Linked DNA regions of Salmo salar: region 2 is linked to region 1. A link is a contact called in public Hi-C data. All regions are on one chromosome and are shown on one strand. The core of a region is the stretch at or near the end of the contact, and the rest is flanking DNA. Distances in the headings are between cores, read along the strand shown.

Region 1 (7,265 bases), core at 2,059-4,558:
ATGCTACAATGAGGACAAAAGCCTCATAGAAACAACTACTACGCCCCACTGTGAAAGAGAAATCTGGGTGCGGATGGTGCGAGCATGTGTGGCTGGTCTGTCTCAGGGTTTTGCTTCTGAGAATTAACAATGGCTTCTACTCCATGTTGGAATGGTTGGGGTAATGCTCTTCTTGCAGTTCGATGTGTTTCGTTTATTGAGCATGACCTCAGGTTGTGGTGGGTACTCAGATGATGGTGTGTGTGACTGTTTATGTGAATGAAAAAATTAGCTCATGCTACAGTTCCAATGCTCTCTGGTCTCTGTCCTACTGTCACATTTTGTTTTATTGAATGCATTAAATGCAATGTTGCCTGGGTATAAAATATGTGTGACATGTCATATATTGCATAGCTTGCTTGCACTGTATGTATACCAAACAAGTGGACCGATATGAAATATAACTTGTTTATTTGTGGTTCTGTGTTTGTATGTATACCTCTTCTCTTGCCTGCAAGCATCTCTTAACCCAAATGCTCTCCCTTAGTACAATATATGTCACTGTGTGATTGGTGAGTGGACAAGCTTATTGTTCTGTGTGGACACCTCACCTCGCTCACCTTTCCCCTGCAAGAACCTCTCGACACCTCTGTCTCTCTCTAACCACACTCCTCCCAAGCTCCCCCCACCTTCCTTCTGCCCCCAGATAATGCACCCCTAAAACCAACTCTCTGATGAAATCCTCCCTCATATGTTTCTCCTTTTACCATCCTTATTCTTTTTCCTCCCTTTCTTCTCTCCCTCCTCTCCCTTCTTTGTTGTTGTGTCTTCCCGCCACTCCAGGGGAGGGCCTCTCCGGCTCCCGCCACTCCCTGAAGCCGGGGGCCTCCGTCTCCAACCTGTCCCAGAGGCGAGAGTCCCGGGTCTCCATCCTCCTCAACCTCCTCCTGCCAAACTCCTCCTCCACCTCCGCCGGGGGGCACTCAACTGGAACCTCGCCCCTCACCACCCCCCAGAACACGCCCCCTACTCCCCGCCGCTCCCCAAACCCTCCCCGCGCTTCTGGCCCCGTCCCGGTCCGCCAGGCCATCCCGGAGGTGGTGGTGTCACCGCCTGAGGACGACGAGTCGCCACCCACCGCCATTACGAAGGATGAGGAGGCGTATTCCGCTCGGCAACCGTCGCTGCAGACTAGAGGGCTCCAGCAGCTGCCCTTAGAAGGCAAATATCTGTGTAGCCTGCCAGTGTGAGTCACGGCTTGAACAGAGAACACTAGCACCAGCATGCTGGCTGTGCCCTCCTTCTCTACCCTACCATAAATCTATTATCAACCCCCATCAATGTTCACTTTTTATACCCCTCTATTGACTCAACAAGACCTCACACAGCTCTCTCTCTCTCTCCACCTCACTCAGTTTTCCTCTACCTCATTCCATTCTTGCATACCTCTGTTTCTCTATCAAACATCTTTCTGCACTCTCCCTTTCTCTCATATCTCGCTCCATTCCTAGACTATTTATTGTTCACATTCCTTTCTCTCTATCTCCACCTTTCTTCATCCAGCCCTTCCACACTACCCTCACCTTGCTTGGCTTGGTCTCTCCACTTCTATTTGCTCAGTGTGTGTGCATGGCTCTTCTCGAGAATGGAAAATGTGTTTTATCATTTACCATACCATAGTTCTGCAGTGTCCGACATTAACGATGGCCCGCCAGTAAAAACGTGTGTTGGGCCAGTAACTTCGCAGTGCATTTTGGCATTCCAGTTCGACATTTACCTGCTGTGTAATCTCCCATGGACATATCTACGCAAACATAACTGGTACCGTAGAATCTCTTGGGAAGGAATGGGAGGCGTGGGATAGAGAGCAGCAGTAGTTCTGTTTTTTTTGTTTTTTTGGTAACTAGTTATTTGGATTTATCACGATTTCGCAGGTGTAAGCATCTTTCGAATTTCGGGAATGGGAGGGGATCTTCGACCCCATAACTTGCAAAGAGAGAGGGTTCTGCTCCTCGTTCTGGTTCCGCTCCTCGTTCTAGCATCGCTTCATCTCTTCTCTCAACACGTATGGACCCAGAATCGAGCAGCTGACTACATGAAACTTTCATTTGGGGTTAACCAAGATTATCTGCTCTGTCGGTGTCTTGAAAACCATTTGAAGACTACACATGGAAAAGTCATGCTATTTGTATTTGAGCAATATGATTGGCTATTCATTCAACCACGCTCCTCGTGAGTCACAACTTATCGAGCAGTACATACTGTAAGTTGATGCGTTCACACGGCACACGTGAGCTGTCCAGAATAGAAAGAAGTGCTCACCAATCCATTTCCTTTAGGAAAATTGATTTATAAAAGTAAACCTTTAATAGTGAATATATAGTACTAGCAATATGCTGGCTACTGTTGATAAAAAGACACCTGGCATTCATCTTGGCTAGCCTACTTTAACCAGATTAATATCTTCTCTTTTGAAAGGCAGTTGTCGTAATGGGGAAGCATCCTATTCTTAGATCTTCTCAAAATAACATACTTTAGAAACAAAAGTGAATGCAATTAATACAATGCAATTCTAAATAATGATATTGCTAGATTCTATTCTACAGCTTTTTAATACATACCATAATAACCAAATGTAGCCTATTACTAGCTAAACATAGAGAGAAAGCATGCCAACCTTTAGGCCCTGTATGACCCCAATGCATTTTAACTACACCATTTTGAGCCAGTGAGGAAAAAAGTTCACGTTTCACTCTGGTTCTGTGATTATTTCTTTGTACACTTTTTCATTGCAAACCTTTTTTCATTCATTCAGTCCTAAAATGAAAATCCGAAGGCGTTTAATCGACTGCAAGTTTTCCATCCCTTGAGGCCTGTTTAGTCTAGACAGTGTAATAGATGAGTCGACAGGTCTCATATTATGGGTTATTTTCCCAGTTACTGTCACTTCTCTCCATGACTGTCCCATTGTGAATATACTGTACAACCAGGACAGACTTAAACAACTTCAAATATCTTGTCTTTTTCCAGAGCAGCATCGTTTGGCGTCTCCTCCATAATTCCTGAGTATAAACATACACGTCTCAGACGTTTTCCTCCTAAAGAGTCTAGCAAGGGACTCCTGCAGTACATGTGCAAACAGCATGCTAAATATAAAACCATAGAGAGGGGTTGGGGTGGGAGGGTTTTAACGTTGGCACGTAACTTTCTCAGTCCCAGTGACATCCACAGTGACTTTTTGTTCTTCCCGGACCTGGATAGTATTTAGCCCCTGTATTTATAGCAGTGTGTGTAGAAGAGAGCTGAACTGGAAGGTTGGGTCATGAGAACTAGAGACTTCTAGTTAGGAGGGAAACATGATTTAAGGTGGGCAACTCGTTGTCTTATTATAGGTACTAGTGTGGTTCTGTAATCTTCCATTACTTCTGTCTAGGAGACAACGTTTGCCAAGAAACTATATACTGTACTTGACCACGTTGTGAGTATCGCTTGAGTGAAGTTTGAATCCCATGTTTGACAACAGTTGCCAAGAAACCAAATACTAGACACTTACTTCACCTCGTTCTGAGTATCGTTCATTTGAGTTTGAATCCCATGCTTGCGTAGACAGGAAGTGTAAGATGATTTGTAGGAACTATTAGGCTTAACCTTATAACACCCAAACCAGCTATCTCACTTACAAAATTGCTTGGCAAACCATCTCTCCCTAATGGCAGGCTATAGAGAGTTATTGTAGATTCAATATAGCGTCAAATGCCTTCATTGCATCCCACACACGATGAATGCAGCTGCTCATTCCTGATCAGGCCCTGGGGTCACTTTAGGCTATTCTTCACCGTTAGTGTCCGCTAACAACATAATTGACCCTGAGAGTTATAACTGCAATCGACACTGTATCAGCATCAGGGGAGTCAGAGCATCATCAGTCTTCCTACCAAGGCTTATATACAGTTGCGGACTAAATATATTGGCAGCCTTGCACTTTTCTTAAATAATTCCCTATTTCAAATAAAATAAGTTGAAATTGAAAACAACATTTGGTCTCCACACCTTGTGTTATTGGATTTTCAACAATGCAGAATATTTTACATTTTAGTCATTTAGCAGACGCTCTTATCCAGAGCCACTTACAGTAGTGAATGCATACATTTCATTTCATGCATTTTTACAAATTGTATTTTTGTGAACTTAAATTGGCATGCACAAAATTGTTGGCACCCCGGAGCTAGTACTTGGTTGCACAGCCTTTGGCCAAGATAACTGCCAACAAACATTGCACTCCAAAACACCTTGATAATCTGCTGATTTCATGCTGTCTTGTACACATTCAAGGCCCCCCAGTGCCAGAGGCAGCATGGCAACACCACAGCATTAACAAACCTCCCCCGTGTTTGATTGTGGGGAGAGTGTTCTTTTCTTTATTGAATGCTTAAATTGGTCGTTGGTAAACATAGGAAGACCCCACTGCTGAAGGAGACACAAGCCTGATTGAGCTTCTCATAAACCCACCTTAACAAGCATAAACCCCGGGGACAATGTTCTGTGGACCAATAAAACAAAATTTGAGCTCTTTGGAAATACAAATCAGCGCTGTGTTTACTGACAAATTAAGCACAGCCTCACTACAATCAAAGATGGGGAGGTTTGATAATGCTGTGAGGTTGCTTTGCTGACTCTGGTCCTGGAGGCCTTGAACGTGCGCAAATCATGATCACACTTCCTCAATTCAATAATGATGGCGACACTTTACCAAAGATGGTTTGGTATAGTTTAGAAACTTGGGAACCAAGCTCGAGTTAGTGTATCCTGTTATCGCCTGGACAAGTTGAAATATCATCCCGGAAAAAGAGAGAGAACGTTCTCTAGTAATACTAGTCCCATGTAAATAGGGCTATAGCCTTAATAATAACTCGTGCTGAATTAAGCTTTTCTTGCAGTAAAATTATACATCAAATGTAGGAATAATTTGGATTTTGGAACAGGATTGGAGAAATATGATTTATTTCTTTTTGCAACTTGAGATAATACAATGCTCAGTTAGATACCATCTGTAAAGGTGCCATCTTTATCATAAAAGCTGATTCGTATTTCAACCACATAAAATATGCATCAAAGCCGAACTGAAATCTCATCAGAAACAAGTTTATTTTTGTCACGTCGTGTGTGTAGGTGGCAGGGAAGTCAGGCGCAGGAGAAACAAACTTGGTGTAACTGGAGTAGTTTAAAAAAAAAAAAAAGTACATAATAAAATAAACGTGGGTACAATAACCCGCTGCGCACCAATCCAAAAACACGAGCACATAACAACAAACAATCACTGACAAGGACATGAGGGGAAACAGGGTTAAATACACAACATGTAATGAATGGGATTGGAAACAGGTGTGTAGGAAGACAAGACAAAACCAATGGAAAATGAAAAATGGATCAATGATGGCTAGAAGACCGGTGACGTCGACCGTCGAGCACCACCCGAACAAGGAGGGGCATCGACTTCGGAAGAAGTAGTGACACTTTTTCCTTGCAGCCGGTCAAACTGACGTCATTAGCACATTTTGCACAGAAAATCTTTCCTGTTTTATTTAATATTTGCATTATTGTAACGTTATTTTCTCGCCATGCAGTAAACTTCTTTGCTACGCAAAAGAAGACCGAAAAATTGACCGATGTCAACTAGATTGAAGAATCAATTCTTCGATCGATCTATTACGTTATTCTGTTGGGCAAGGGTTTATTTAGTCTTCTAGGGCAACATATAATGACAAAAGAGGAGCTACATGTATCTAATTATAGACAAGTTGACTAACAAATAGCCTACCAAAATGTCAGAAATTATAAGCAGAAACATCTAAAACAGGCAACAACAAAAAATCCTGTAGGCCTGTCAAAAAATCGTTCTGCAGTCTTTGACTGTAGCCTATAGCACATGTTCTATATTTGCGGATTAGGATTGGGTGCGGGGCTCAGATTTTCACTTTGTCACATAGTCGGGCAGTTGTGGATGGGTTATTAGCAATTAGCAATTGCGGATGAACACGGCTGACCCATGCACCACTATTGGGGTGACAATCATTTTGTCCATGCCTTTTGTCTTTATTTTCTGAATTAAAATTGCAAACTAAAGTTTACAAAAATAAAATTTGGTTCTGCAATGTTGATAATCTAACAATAACTAACATATGTTTTACTTATTTGAGAAGAAATAGGGAATTATTTAAGAGAAGTGCAATGGTGCCAATATATTTGGCTGCAATACAGTAGACCTGCTCACCTTTTGACTGCTGGATTCTTTAGTAAGAACTGTCTAATGCCACAGCAGCACTCATGTCACAGTACCACACATAACATGTAGTGTCAGCTCTTGGTATGCAGATGAAGACAAATGATCAGAGTCAGTAGTGTTTGTCCTCAGTGTGCCCCTGGTTTTGGAATGATATGATTTGATTAGTCAAACTCGTTTACTGTACATATAGAGCATGGCCGGATATCCAGCATGGAGCGCGCATTCCGGGTTTAAGCTTCCGGATGCAATCTCCACTAATTCCTGTCACTCCCACGGGCTTTGTAGGGAATGTGAGCAATAGCGCTTCTGTTCGTCCCAACATGGCTGCCTCATAGCCCGCAGGGCCGAGTTAGAATAGGTCACAGGTCAAGGATGACCACAAGGAGGAAACTGTCACCCATTCATATTCATTTGAACATTCCTCTACGTTCTAGGTGACTGAGAACGAGGGAGTGGAGTGTGTGGTGTCGCTATGTTACAGTTCATTCATTTCTGTGGTTCTTTCCTCAATGCACGTCTCCCTCGCTGAGGTGCTGGCGTTTCCTGTGTACGGCTCACCTCACATGGCTATAGGGCGCATTGAAGTCGAGGTGCAATTTCTTGAACCCTCATCACTGCAGGCCATAATGAAGTTTCATTATGTTGTCAATTAATTAAGGTCTTTTGAGATTGTATAAATTGTAACTCTGTATCAAATACTATTAAGCAGGGGCCTCCCAGGTGGCGCAGTGGTCTAAGGCACTGCATCGCAGTGCTAGCTGTGCCACCAGAGATTCTGGGTTTGCGCCCAGGCTCTGCCGCACCCGACCGCGACCGGGAGGGTCATGGGCGACGTTCAATCGGCCCAGCGTCGTCCGGGTTCGGGAGGGTTTGGCTGGCAGGGATATCCTTGTCTCATCGCGCACTAGCAACTCCTGTGGTGTGCTGGGTGCAGTGCACACTGACCAAGTCGCTAGGTGTATGGTGTTTCTTTCCTCTGACACATTGGTGCGGCTGGCTTCCG
Region 2 (6,549 bases), core at 707-3,206, 47 kb before region 1:
GTCTACACCTGTTGTATTCGGCGCACGTGACAAATAAACTTTTGATTTGATTTCCGGACTGCTACGATATGGGCAAAAAACCTTGGCCATATTTTTAACCAAATGTTGCAATTGCAATTTAGATCAAAACACTTGGGTGAACTTTTGGAATCATGGAAATATTATGTTTATTTTAATTCTATAGAATATAAATAATAGTGGGCACTTTGAATAGTGTTGTTTGACATGACAACGTATGAAAATGCCATTGATGAGTTATTGTGACAGGGTAGGAACCAAAGTGATGTTCAGTGTTTCCTAGGGGACCGTATAATCTTTGGTTACATTAAATCTTTATTCATGTAGCCAACATATTCATGCTTTGCCTAGTCCTCTTTGATTTAGAAGATACTGTTCCATAAACAACATGCTGATTTAGGCCTCCACCAGCACTGGTATCAGGCTGTATTAGCTAGCTATGTTTGCTCTGACCCAGTACTAGCCAGCTAACTAGCGATTAGCATTAGTGGTTAACTTGCTAAGAAAACACAAACAAGCTGTTTGCAGATATAAGAAAGACAAACTAATATTGTAATTATAGAACGCTTGTGGATTTATATTAAGATCAACGTGGAAATAACATTGTTGTCATCAACATTGTTGCATGTGCTGCATTGACCATGCAGACTGAACGAAAGTGTCACGTGGTCAAGCAACAACAAATGTGCTCCTTGAGTGACGGGGTGGGACCAAGTCTGTGTGGAAAGCGGCAAGAGAGAGAGAGAGAACGGAGAGGTATGACTCAAGTAGCGGAGTAAACTATACAAATGGACGTTACACACGGCGTATCACATTTAACAAACCAAACAAATACCGTTATAGAAGGTAAAGTAAAAACCCAAACCGGTCCGTGCATCAATAGCGGTATATAGTCAAATACGGTATATCGCCCAGCCCTACACAGTACAAAAACTTAATTAGGGAGCCTGACCTTCAAATCCTAAATTAGCAAATTGGCCTTGCCTTGCTTTCTTATGAATTGTAGGAATGTACAATCCCCCATGTTTGTTTCAGCGTGTGTGTGTGTGTGTGTGTGTGTGTGTGTGTGTGTGTCAGCTGGCTTGCTTTGCCTCCGTGTGAGATTCAGAGTCGGCCATTAGGTGTCACCCTGCCCCTCAGTTTCCACGGAACTGTATTTAATGCGAGGCAATGATCAGCTGTATGGCTTTGTCCTGTCTCTAGTCATTAATGACTTGTACCTTTCTGTGTTTGCGACTGAAAGAGTAAAATGGATTTGATTTAGGTAGTGTAGGTCTATTTGAAATACCAGTTTCCTCATGTTGTAGACCTAGAGTGAGTCCCAAGTGGCACCTGATTCCCTATATAGTGCACTACTTTTGACCAGGGCCCACAGGGCCTATGTAGGTATAAGGGTGTCATTTGGGACACATATAGAGCCCTTGATTGACCCTTTTCTGTCTTACTATTGCATAAGCATGATGTTACACTGACCACCCCATATGTCCTATGTTTTACGACCTTATGGAACTGATTGTGGATGGGTTATTCTGAGCGCATGAGTCATGAGTCTCCATGGAATTAGAAGGTGCTGAAAGATGTGTACATGACCTTGAGACTGTGATAATGATCACGCATGTAGCAGAATCAATGGAGGCAGAGACACTTAATGAACACATCTCTGTCTGTCCTTTTCAATTCTCCTCGCCCTCTGGGTAATGTCTGTGAGAAATGTGTGTGCGTGTGGGTGTTTGCCCTGAATGCCACTGTGGGTGTGTGTGTGTGTGTGGGGGGGGGGGTATGTGTGTGTGTGTGTGTCCTCTGTGTATGTCCTCTCTGTGTGTATGCCCGCCTGCGTGCGCTTTTGGCTGGGCAAATGAAATATTCATGGTGGCGGGGGATTGGCTGCTGAGAAAGGAGGGGTTTGTCGGAGAGGAGCAGGTCTGTTTTAAGGCAGGCAGTGCTCTGCTCTCTCACTCAGAATAAACACAGACGAGCAGGCAAGAGCAGCCCAGTATTCTAGTGTCTCAGTTGGAGCTCAGACACACGCTCACAGAAACACACACACACACAGACACACACGGGAGATAAGAGAGAAGAAGCCGGCTAACGCCACAGCTGCCTCGGCTGCCACTGATGTTTTAGCCCAGATGGCGGGGAACTGTGAAGGGGAGCATGTGCTGACGGTAGGTCTGCTCTGATAACATGAGTATGTTTGGTTTTGTGTGTGTGTGGGTGTGTGTCTTCTCCATCTCTGACATTGTCTTGCTGTACCATAGAATAGTGGTTGTGGTTGCAGAATAGAATAGAGGGTGTTCTATAGGATGTATCTCAGAGGGGAAGAGAGAGGGCAATAATGTGGCAAGGGGAGAGTCCCTGCATGTCTCTTAGAAAGGAAATGGTCATTCCCACTCTTCACTAGCCGGAATGGGAGAAAATGAGACAGGAACAGATATGGCTGCATTAAAGAGAGACCAGGAGAGAGAGAGAAGGGAGGGAGAAGGAGGAAGGTGAGAGAGGAGTAGAGGAGGAAAATGTGTCAGCGGACTAGAGATAATTGAATCAAAACAAAACAGAGCATGCTCCTTTGATAAAAATTGATAGATTATGAATAGGATGTTTGTTTATCTAATGAATGGAAGTTGATGTCAGTCACAATAATAGATTATAGGGTATTGAAATAGCCTAGATAAGAAGAGAATGACAGGGAAGGGGGAATATGTAGACACCTGTGGTTACTAGGTTGTACATACAAGGAGAGGAAAATGTGTTATAGAGACGAGTGGAAATGGTTTCCATTTCTGTGTAGCCTATGCTTTAGCCTATTTTCTGGGGGCGGGGGCATGCTATTTTCTGCTGGCTCTGGTATTGTGTTTGGCCTGTGTGTGACAGTGGAGATACAACTCAGGGGACTGGCGTGTCTATAGAACTATGCAACTCCTCACTTACGTCACCTCCCCTGCCTGGAACGAGGCCCAGTAACAACATCCTGGAATAGAGAGAACCTGGCTGGCTCTGAAATCACTCCTACACTAAACCAGTCACCCACAACGATTAATTTAACATTCACAGTGACAAAAACCAGGGTCCAATGCACAGTGAATTTCATTTAACATGGAAGTGCTCATTTTAACAGATAGGCTATACAGTAACTGACCCTTTACACACACACACACACACACACACACACACACACACACACACACACACTGTTCATTGGTCTGACATGATAAGCAAACTCAAAACCATATTGATTAAATTATTCCACACAAACTCAAATGCAAACATAGCTTATAGACTACTATACGCGTGTGCGCACACACACACACACACACACACACACACACACACACACACACACACACATAGAGTTGTGACGGTCATGGAGTTTTGGATTACGGTAATTGGACAGCCAAATGACCGCGGCCTCCTTAATATTTTTTGGGGGACTCACATTTTCTCCTCTCCTTAGCTCCTGACTGCATTTGCTGCCATGTGCTGCCATAGAAATAGAATGAATAGTCCCCATTCAAGTCAATAATGTCATAATGGGTGGACTGGCGGCCATTGCGGGTGTACCCATAGGAGCAAAGCAGGAAGTGTGGGCAGGAAGTGTACCCATCAATATTTGCTGTGATTTGTTGATTAAACTCAACTGACATTACAAAACATATGTTCCATTGCATGAGCCACATCAGTAAACATCATTTGAATTAACATTCTACATTACCAGGGAAAGGGAAAGGGGGATACCTAGTCAATTGTACTAAATGCATTCAACTGAAATGTGTCTTCCGAAAGTATTAGGCAATACTTTACTTGACATCCAGCATCATAATACGTTATGACACGGTCATAACCATGTCATAATATATCATAACAGCAGACATAACTTGTCATAGCACATATATTTATAACTGTTGTGACATACACTACATGACCAAAAGTATGTGGATACCTGCTCGTCGAACATATCATTCCAATATCACGGTTGTGGAGGCTGTCTTTTTAGACTTCAGTGCAGCTTTTGACATTATTGATCATAGTCTACTGCTGGAAAAACGTATGTGTTATGGTTTTACACCCCCTGCTATAATGTGGATAAGAGTTTATTGTCTAACAGAACACAGAGAGTGTTCTTTAATGGAAGCTTATCAAATATAATCCAGTTAGAATCAGGAATTCCCCAGGGTAGCTGTTTAGGCCCCTTGCTTTTTTAAATTTTTACTAATGACATGCCACTGACTGAGTAAAGCCAGAGTTTCTATGTATGCGGCTGACTCAACACTATACACGTCAGCTACTGCAGTGACTGAAATGACTGCAACACTCAACAAAGAGCTGCAGTTAGTTTCAGAGTGGGTGGCAAGGAATAAGTTAGCCCTAAATATTTCTAAAACTAAAAGCATTGTATTTGGAACAAAACACACTAAACCCTAAACCTCAACTAAATCTTGTAATAAATAATGTGGAAATTGAGCAAGTTGAGATGACTAAACTGCTTGGAGTAACACTACATTGTAAACTTTCAGGGTCAAAACATATTGATGCAGTAGTAGCTAAGATGGGGAGAAGTCTGTCTATAATAAAGTTATGCTTTGCCTTCTTAACAATACTATCAACAAGGCAGGTCCTACAGGCCCTAGTTTTGTCGCACCTTGACTACTGTTCAGTCGTGTGGTTAGGTGCCACAAAAAAAGGACTTAGCAATTGGCTCAGAACAGGGCAGCACGGCTGGTCCTTGGATGTACACAGAGAGCTGATATTAATAATATGCATGTCAATCTCTCCTGGCTGAAAGTGGAGGAGAAATTGACTTCATCACTACTTTTATTTATGAGAGGTATTGACATGTTGAATGCAACAAACTGTCTATCTAAACTACTGGCGCACAGCTCGGACACCCATGCATACCCCACAAGACATGCCACAGCCCAGAAAAGTCCAGAACAGACTACGGGAGGCACACAGTACTACATACAGTAGAGCCATGACTACTTGGAACTGTATTTCACATCAAGTACCTGATGCAAGCAGTAAAATTAGATTTAAAAACAGATTAAAAAACACCTTATGGAACAGCGGGGACTGTGAAGCCACACAAACATTAGCACAGACGCATGCATACACACACACACACACCACACACACACAATAACATACTCACTATGCATACACATGGATTTAGTAGTGTAGATATGTGGTAGTGGTGGACTAGGGGCCTGAGGGCACACAGTGTGTTGTGAAATGTATTGTAATGTTTTTAAATTGTATAAACTGCCGTAATTTTGCTGGACCCCAGCAAACTAATGGGGATCCATAATAAATACAAATACAAATAGGCATGATATTGCATTAAATTGCTGCTATAACAGCCTCTACTCTTCTGGGAAGGCTTTCCACTAGATGTTGGGACATTGCTGCGGGGACTTGCTTCCATTCAGCCACAAGAGCATTAGTGAGGTTGGGCACAGATGTTGGGCGATTAGGCCTGGCTCGCAGTCGGTGTTCCAATTCATCCCAAAGGTGTTAGATGGAGTTGAGGTCAGGACTCTGTGCAGGCCAGTCTAGTTAATCCACACCGATCTCGACAACCCATTTCTGTATGGACCTCGCTTTGTGAATAGGGGCATTGTCATCCTGAAACAGGAAAGGGCTTTCCCCAAACCCTTGCCACAAAATTGGAAGCACAGAATCATCTAGAATGTATGCTGTAGGGTTAAGATTTCCCTTCACTGGAACTAAGGAGCCTAGCCTGAACTAGGGCTGGGTGATATGGCCAAAATATCACATCACAGTATTTACATTTTTTGGGGGACATTCTAAGTACATACATTCTAAGTGACTTCAATGGGTCTTTATTCATTCTGATTGTTTTATACTGTTCAATTCAACCAAAAATAATTTAATTTCTACATTTTCTGCACTCATTTGAGATCAATTCCACACTGCCACGTAGGGCTGCATGATAAGGGCAATCAATCTAGACTTGTGATTTAGAGCAAAACGCTTGGTTGAATTGTTGGAATCACGGCAATAGAATGACTATTCTAAATCTATAGTTAGAATATAATATTGGGCACTTTGAATACAGTGTTTTGACATGACAACAAATGAAAATGCCAGGGAAGAGTTATTGTGACAGGGTAGGAACCAAAGTGTTGACATGTGTTTCCTAAGGGACCCTATAATGTGTTTCCTAAGGGACCCTATAATCTTGGGCTGCAGTCCTAACACTTAAAAGACACACCCTCGTCCACTTATGCCCTTAGGGGAATCCCTGTCATGATAAGCCTGTCACGGTCGTGAGGAGAGACGGACCAAGGCGCAGCGTGATTGGAGTTCCACATCTTTATTTTAGTGAAACTTAAACAAACCAAATAACAAACAACGACCGTGCAGTACCGTAGTGCTACATGCACTCACTCAAAAACAATATCCCACAAAGCATGTGGGAGATAGGGCTTCCTGAATATGATCCCCAATTAGAGGCAACGATTACCAGCTGCCTCTAATTGGGAACCATACAAAACCACCAACATAGAAATACAC

What was found. A called contact is a pair of places that touch in the nucleus more often than the background predicts.
Region 2: a contact with region 1 is called in a Hi-C map of muscle, with 5 times the contacts expected there. The contact joins the promoter of LOC106588196 here to the enhancer-like site in region 1. A contact is called at or near these places in 2 of 3 Hi-C or Micro-C datasets (gill and muscle).

The regions. Positions count from the first base shown.
Region 1 is chrssa27:2,435,939-2,443,203 of Ssal_v3.1, reverse strand. The region is part of intron 6 of LOC106588196 (sodium bicarbonate cotransporter 3); the gene reads left to right. Among protein-coding and RNA genes, the nearest start is that of LOC106588142, 39 kb to the right of the region's middle. Within about 2 kb of position 3,308, at least 1 of the 13 cell types and tissues checked has an H3K27ac peak or open chromatin away from gene starts, as enhancers often do. A contact at or near this core is called in muscle, where this site is marked.
Region 2 is chrssa27:2,481,901-2,488,449 of Ssal_v3.1, reverse strand. It overlaps LOC106588196 (sodium bicarbonate cotransporter 3), which reads left to right and starts at 1,956. Exons shown (of 26, transcript XM_045709203.1): 1 at 1,956-2,183. The coding sequence starts at 2,148.